Linked DNA regions of Triticum aestivum: region 1 is linked to region 2. Evidence: chromatin contacts called from public Hi-C data. All regions are on one chromosome and are shown on one strand. Each heading gives the region's core, a stretch centred on a gene start, on an enhancer-like site or on the middle of the called end of the contact. The rest is flanking DNA. Distances are from core to core; before and after follow the strand shown. Region 1 holds the start of LOC123123196. Region 2 has its middle 72 kb from the start of LOC123123195.

Region 1 (4,071 bases), core at 1,166-3,665, 180 kb before region 2:
CCCTGGGAATCCATGGGCCCCGGCCCTCATCAGTCCTCGCTTTGTTTTGTTTCGGCCAGGTGAATGATCGACGTTCGGCTGTTCATCATGGCGTGCTCCCTCGCCCAAATCCAAAGCTCCTTCGTCGTTTCCTCCGGCGAGAATCTTCCCGACCGGAATCATGGCGGATCACAGTAATGGTACCGGCGCCACACAGTTCGGCTCACTCAAGTGTATCATCGATTCATCAATTCAACAGAGTGGAGAAAAACATGGCATATACTTGAATTATTACTCATCATAGTTCATCTCTTCAACAGCAATAACAAGCAGACCGTCCATAAGATTATATAACAACTCTTCACTGGCAAGGTAAGTCTTAGATTGATCAATTCCTACAGGCAAGCAGAGAACAACCGGCGAGAAGCCTCGCCGGACGATCTCCCTCTTCTTCTCTTACAGCTGCTGCTACTAATACTACTATTCGGCGGGAGGGGGTGAAGCATCACCAAAGCTCCACGGCCTCCTCATGGCGAGAACAAAAATTACATGGCAGGGGGGGTCAAAACTCGAAATTAATGGAGGATGGATGGTACTACTAGGGGGTGGGCGAGTGCTTTTTTCTCTTTTCCGAAACAAAAAAACCCCGGAAAAACGAACACGGAAACACCAAAAACGGGATCCGCCAACGGATCGAAGCGCGCCGAGGAGAAAGAAACGGAAAAGGCGGTGGGTGGAAAAATTGGGGATCCGTCCATCTACTGGCGGTTATTTTGTCCGCCTCGCCACGCTCAGAGGACGGCGGCGAGCCCCGTGACGACCTTCGCCCTGGGCTGCTGCTTCTTGCTCGCCGCCTCCTCCGTCGGGCGCCACGGCGACACCACCACCGTGATCTTCTCGCCGGGGGTGGGGGAGACCCCGCTCCTGTTCATGCCGAACAGCAGCTCGAACTCGCCCGAGAAGCTCGCCGCCGACACCGCCGTCGCCGTGGCAGAGGCGGCGGGGGACGGGGTTGCGGCCGACTTGTCGCCGGTGCGAACGTGCGGGGACAGCCACTTGGCGCGCATGTACTCCGGCTTACGCCATGGTGGGAAGTGCAGCCCCTTCTTCTTCATGCTCTGCCGCGCCGCCTCCGCCACCACGGACACGATCTTCCCTAGCCGGTCGGACGTGCCCACGAACAGCGGCGGCAGCGCCTGGAGCGCCGCGCGGTACGCCTTGGTCGACCGGGCCACCTCGAACTCGGACCTGAAGTGCACCTCCACGATCAGCCGCCCTCCGTCCCCAACCACGGCGTCGATGTACTCGTGCTCCCCTGCGTAGACGGAGAGGATCGATTAATCCCCTGCCATGCCATGAAAGGGGAATATAGACCGAGCGTATGTGAATCGAGGAGGACGGGATGGATTTGGTACCTGCGGGGTAGGACTTAGTCTTCTCCCAGCGCGACTTGCAGACGGCGGCGTCGTAGCCGAGGGCCCGGAGGCCGTCGGCGACGGCGCGGCGGCACTCGGCCTTTCCCTTGCAGGTCCGGCCGCACCGCTCGGCGATCCTGGAAGCGTCGGCGAGAAGGTTCCGCTCCGCGACGCTCGCGCTCTGCACCAAACCCTGCACGCAAAGGGAAAGGAGGCAACCGCCTCGTAAATTCGTTGCGGCTTTTCCCAATTTGGGGAGGGGTTGGCGTGCCATGCGAAAATTCCAGTACCTTGAGTGCCTCCAGGGTGTCGCCGGCCGCGGACGGGGGCGGCGCGGAGGCCTGGCCGGAGGGGAGGAAGAAGCCCTCCTCGTCGTCGCTCTCCTCGTAGTTGCTGCCGTTGAAGCAGTTGCAGCGGCCGCGCGGCGGCCGCTCGACGGCCGCGGAGTCCTCCATGAAGCTGAGCACCATGCGGTCGAGCCCCACCGAGCCGACCTCCGCCTCCCCGCCGGCCGCGGGCCTCTCCTCCTTCTCCCGCTCCTTCCCGTCCCCGGCGACCGCGAGGCGCTCCGAGGCGGAGACCCTCACGAGCAGCCTGCGGAGGCGGGAGACCCTGGGCGGCGCGGGCGGCGTCGGGGCGGGCGCGAGCGTCGGCGGCGGCGGCGGCGGCTTCCCGTCCATGGCGCCGTGGTGGTGACCGGGCTTGAGCTGGAACGGCATCGATCGCGTGAATCCTAACCACTACCGCAACCACGCCATCCCCAATCCCGAACTCCAACCAACCACACCAGCGCAGTTACACACCACCACCAGTCCCGACTGCAACCACCGCCCCAACCACACACACAGCGAGAAAAAAAAAGAGATAGGACGGACGCCCTCTACTGCCCGTCCAGTTCGCCGGCGGCGACGGCGGCCATTCCCGGCGGGCGGCTGGTTATTATTATTTTTTCTTCCCTCTCACGGTCGGTCGCCGGTCGCCTCCCTCCCCGTCTCCTTTTCACAGTTTACAAGCGAGCGAAGGGGGTTCAAACGGGACGGGAGCCTCGGGGTCTTAAAGGGCTCAGGTGGGGGCGGGGTGACGTGGCGGGCCGCGGGCCCGGTAGGCCCAGCGGGTACGTGGCGGAGTGGGGCGAGCGGCGGGTCGCCCGACGGTGACACGCGCCTCGCACGGCGTTTGCCGTCTGCGCCAGGGAACGGCTGCGCATGCCCATTTTGCCCCCCGATGATGGTCTGCCGTTTGCAGGACCATCTGCTGGAGCTCAGGGGTATGATGGGGATTTCGCGCTGGGAGGTGGGGCCCGTGGGTGGCGTGCGGGCGTGAGGTGTGGAGTGGGACTGGATAGTGAGGGACTACTGCTAGTGCTACCGACCCGTTTAAAAGTTTTTTTTCTTTCTTTTACAGAGATATATTTATCTTTTCTGGTTGGATTGGATAGGGCTGTTTTAGCGTGTTGGCCTAGTCCATACGTAAGTACGAGAGGACTTTTGAGCAGGGTGTTTCGATTTTCCTGCTACAGTTTCTAAAACATTTTCCTAGCCACCAACAATTGTTGGCTTATCGTTATGGTACAACCCATGTTGTACTTCTCTTTTTTTCTTGGAAAACGCAAGTTGTACTACGACTGCTTCGAATAAAAATAAGCATCATATTTAGGGAGGACCATGAAAATTCCCTTCCCAATTTACCCGCAACGCAAAGGCCCATACAGCTATAAACTATTGAAATAATGAGAAATTTAATTCCTGCGTAAAATATATAATAGTAGAGTATTTATTCTAGATTTCGAAGAAATTCGGTTGGATCGATGGTGCTCGCAGCTATCGAGCGCAAAGATATTCTCAAACCAGTGACGACTCACAATGCCTAAAATAAATTTCAGCAATTGATTTTGCGACAACCAAAACAAGAGCATCTCTGGTCAAATTTGGCTACCCTGACGTCCGTGGAAAAGAACCGGCCACCCCCATTTGTTCGCTTGGGCAACCACATTCGTCGTATTCAAAATCTCGAACCAATGCGACCTCAAAAAAGGAAATCTCGAATCAATGCAAAGGCATGCACGAGATCATTCGATCAATATAGCAGACAACCAATTCAACGATTCAAGATTGCTCTGAATAATCCAGGATGGAAAAAATCAACAATTTATAAATCAATTATCCTTATTGATCTCCTTCTTTTGTTGATCAACCATTTCTTCTAAGCTTTTTTATGATTGGAATTGGATGTGGTTGTTCTAGCATGGTGAGCCCAGTGCCATGCGGAAGCTCGAGAGACATTTGTGCAAGATGTTTCAATTTTTCGGCTTCAATTTCTAAAATATTTTCCTGTCACCGGTTGTTATATTAAGATAGTAGTAGTACAACCCACCCATGTTGTACTTGTACAACTTCGAATAAAATTAGTATCAGAATTAGGAAGGACCAAAAAAATGCGCTTCCTAATTTAAAGATATAAACTGTTCATATAATGAGAAATTTAATTCCCACATAAAATATATAATAGTAGAGTATTTATTCTAGATTTCGAAAAAATTATGTCGGATCGATCGTGCTGGGTGCTATCGAGCGCATTGATATTTTGAAACAAGAAATGACCGACAAAGCCTAAAATAAATTTCAGCATCAAATCTTGCAAGGACCAAAACAAGAGCATCCCCGGTCAAACTTGGCTC
Region 2 (3,964 bases), core at 1,219-3,718:
TTCAGTGTCTTGGTTGGGGTTGTATGGCGGCGGCGATGTCCCTTAGTAGGAATAATGTGTCCCACGTTCTATCCCCGCCTCGATGGCGCGTCTAGAATCGTCGGAGGGCGTATGGAGGTGTGTCTCCATCGGATCTCGCGGGATTTGGTCAGTGCTGGTCTTCGGTGGATCTGTTTGGATCCGGTCTTCGTTCGGGTGTTTACAGGCTTGATCCTTTTTATCTACGAGTTTCTTCATTGGCGATGGTTGCTACTCTGGAGCGCTGGTCCTATAAGGCCTTAGCACGATGACTTCCCGACTGTCTACTACAATAAGGTTTGTCTGGCTCCGGTGAGGGAGGGGTGATGAGGGCGACGCGCTCCAGTGCTTGTAGTCGTCGCTAGATGGTTCACGGACATGATTGTAATTTTTATTACCCCTGTTGTTCTTTGTACTGCGATGATGGAAGATGAATAGATTGGAAGTTTTTAAAAGAAACTAGACTTTTCTTCACCGAGAAAGCATTATACTTTTCAGGACGACGTGAGGGCCGGGGACGCGGGGATTTAGCGGACAGGCACCAGCAGGACATAATGCAGCGTGCAGAGCTTTGGCGTTAAGCGACGTGCGTGCAGTGCAGAGCGTACGCTCTTGCTAGGTCAATTAAGGGGAGCTAGCAATCAATTAAGGAGGGCCCCGTCTCGAGAGAGCTCACATCAGCTGTTACTTCCGCGGAAAAGCAACAAGGCAGGCAGTGGCGACTGCTCCCCCTTCTCGTTAACAACTGTGGCGATTGATGTGTGCCTGCTGTCCTCTTCATCTTCAAGGCCGATGTACCACAATGCCACAATGATTGTTTTTTCGACGTCGACATGCATGGTTTGTTGGGAGACAGAAACCAAATGAAATTATGGTGGATTAACATGGTTTATTGATCTCAGTGGCAGACACCAAATAATACTACAATTGTAAATTAACACGGTTTATTAGAGAGAGAGAGAGAGAGAGAGAGAGAGAGAGAGAGAGAGAGAGAGAGAGAGAGAGAGAGAGAGAGAGAGAGAGATGGTGTGAGCTAGGTGATCAAGTTAAAGACAGTGGAGGAAATGGTAATTGGAAAAGAATGATGCATTGATGTAGCCTGCCCAAGCTCTCACGGCCAAGTTAATCTACTCGAGTGCAAGGGAGGGGAGGCCTCTCGCTTTCTCCTAGCTAGGCTTTTACCACCAGCCTTTGGTTTTTCCCTGGTTAAGAAAGGATGAGACATGTCCCGAGTGATGGTTTTTAGTGTTTGTCGTCCTGCCCATAATCAAATGAGGCATCATTTCATACTTCCGTGTCACAATAAATAACCACTCCGTATGGTAGAGAGGGACAAAGGGGCCCAAAAGGTTGGACTCAGTACGTACTAGCCTCACTACTCACCACTCAGTGTACTACCTGAAACCTTCACTTTAGCTAGGTGCAATATTTATCCACTAAAAAAAGGCTAGGTGCAATATCTTGGCACCGTAAGTAGGAAAGCAATGGCTTTGGTGCCATGTGTTTGGACAGATTAAGAAACCAAGTGTGGTGCTTAATTAGTGGCTGATGGAGTAGGGGTTTAGGTGGTGGTTGAGAGGCGAACATGGTTTGCTTGCGTCGAACTTCATCATTTGTGTCGTCCCTCCCTTTTTTTCGGTCGTGTCTGAGCGAGCTGGTTGCGAGTGCCTCCCTTTCTTTTCCCAATCTTATCTCAAGATTGACACGGCTACCTAATTCTGTGTTTTTTCGTGCAATAATAAGCATCTAGCTAGAACTTGAAATCTACTCCTAAGAAGGTAGGTAGGGGAGGAGAGGCGATCGATCCGCGGGCGGTCTCTTGCATCATTTTGCTCCTTAACCATTTTTAGTATTACGAACGGCGCTATACACAAAGATCGGTACTTACGGCTCGGAACATCCGTGAAACATGCAAATGCAATGGAATAAAGCTGGAGCAAACTTGCTTGTTGAGGTAACCTTGCTGCATGCGTGCTGAAAGGGGTTGCGCCACGGCGCACCTTGGAACGAATGATCTCTCACTTGCACCCAAGAAGCAAAGGTTAAAAGGGACATGTGCACGCAGCATGAGTGAATGCGAATGCTTTGCGTCCCTCGCTCCCATTGGGCCGGAGAAGCTCCAAAAATGATGCACCTGCTGCACGCCCCGACCCGTGGTGGTTCCCCTCAAAGTCTTTCTGCCTGCAGCTCTGAATATCATCAACAAAATGAGCATCGCGTGGCGTGATCAGGCGAACCACATGCGGTGCGAGCGTCCACGTCGTTGCTCTGTGATCGCAGACAGGAGAGGAACTTGAGCTACACAGCTGAAGTGACAGTGCTGTACATGGAGGCCAACGGGCAAATTTACGTCCGCCGTGACGTCAATTGCGAGCTCGATGTCTCGGAGAGGGACGGCCGGGGAAGCCAGGGCTCCGGCATCGCCATTGCATGCGCGGCGCGTGACCGGATGACGGCGACCGAGTTAGCTGCACCGTGGGGTTGTGGTTGCGAGACGACACTGCACGCACGGCATTGTGCCGCGTCGCTGCTTGCTCTTTTTTTTTTTTTTTTTGAGAAACCACTGCTTGCTCTTCTGGCTGGACTCACACTGGAGAGCGACGTGCCCGCCACGACCTAGTGTTTTTTTTTTCAATCTTGGGCGTGTATTCCCTTTTCCGATTGAAACTTTCGTGGGCCTCTCTACCCAGTTTAGGATAAGAAACATATGGATTGATATCGGGCCATGGGGCGAGCAAAACGAGATTGCAAGATAGGCCGCCGGCAGCAGGGAGAGCTCCTTTTCGGCGCCCTCAGCGCCGCCGCTTGGTCTAGTGGGCGCTGGAAGGCGAACCATAGTGGGCCAGCCCAGCATCTTTCGCATCAAGGAAAAAAATAACATATTCATCGCTATTATTCTGCGAGACGTAGGTTTCGAACCTGCATGCCTACGCCCGCACGGTTGTCGTGCTAATCACTCTAGCGCAACAACGTTGATGAAATATGTAGGAAAACAGTGCTATTTGGCAGCGGTTCCGGTCCCAGTTAGGATTTTTCGGAAAAAGAAGACGTAAATATGAAACAGAATTCACGAATATTAGAAATGTTCATCGATTTTGAAAAATGAATTCACGAATTTCCCAAAAATGTTCATAAAATTGAAAAAAGTTCACTGGATTTCAGAAAAAGTTCACGAATATGAAAAACATTCACCGGATTTTGAAAAATAGTTCACGGGTTTGAAAAAATTCATCAATTTTGACAAAAAAAAAGTTCATGAATTTTGAAAAAAAAGGTTCACCAGATTCTGAAAAAAGGTTCACTTGTTTGAAAAAAGTTCACCGATTTTGATAAAAAAGTTCACGGATTTTCAAAAAAAGTTCATCAATTTTGAAAAAAATTCACGGATTCTACAAAGTTCACCGGTTTTGAAAAAAGTTCATCTATTTTATGAAAAAAGAATCACGCATTTAACTAGAAAAAAAAGGAAAGGAAGGAACAAAAGAGGGAAAGGGAAGTAACTAATCAAATGACGTACGTTGTCTAGTTGGCTATGGTAGCTAACCAGAAACCAGGAGGTCTCCGTTCGAATCTCACTCCCGCATGCTTTTTTTACCTTTTAAAACTGGAAAAAGAAGGAAAAATGGGCCGGCCCAGCATGGAAGTGGAAATGTGCGCCCGTTTGTCGAAATCGAAGTAAGGGGCGCTGAAGGCGCCGAATAGGGGTTTGGCAGCAGCAGGGCCAAGAAATATGGGAGCTCCTAGACAACGCTGTAAGCGCCAGTTTGTGCCGCTGGCGCCCGCACGGACGCGAACTGGGCCGGCCCAGCAAGCTGCTGAGAAGCAAAAAGATTTATTCGGTAGAAGCGGGAGTCGAACTCGTCACGCGCATTTAAATGCCCACAAGGGTTAACCACTGGACCAACCTCAAACTACAAATTAGTTTAGAAAAACAAAGCTATTTAAT

The links. Hi-C and Micro-C count contacts between places; a contact is called where the count stands out from the background.
Region 1: a Hi-C map of leaf shows a contact between it and region 2, with 2.2 times the contacts expected there. The contact joins the promoter of LOC123123196 here to the enhancer-like site in region 2. A contact is called at or near these places in 2 of 5 Hi-C or Micro-C datasets (both in leaf).

What each region holds. Positions count from the first base shown.
Region 1 is chr5D:499,833,991-499,838,061 of IWGSC CS RefSeq v2.1, reverse strand. It overlaps LOC123123196, which reads right to left and starts at 2,415. Exons shown (of 3, transcript XM_044543662.1): 1 at 1,685-2,415; 2 at 1,395-1,587; 3 at 340-1,294. The coding sequence starts at 2,113. The coding sequence ends at 771.
Region 2 is chr5D:499,657,680-499,661,643 of IWGSC CS RefSeq v2.1, reverse strand. No RefSeq gene overlaps it. Among protein-coding and RNA genes, the nearest start is that of LOC123123195, 72 kb to the right of the region's middle. Within about 2 kb of position 2,468, at least 6 of the 8 cell types and tissues checked have an H3K27ac peak or open chromatin away from gene starts, as enhancers often do. A contact at or near this core is called in leaf, where this site is marked.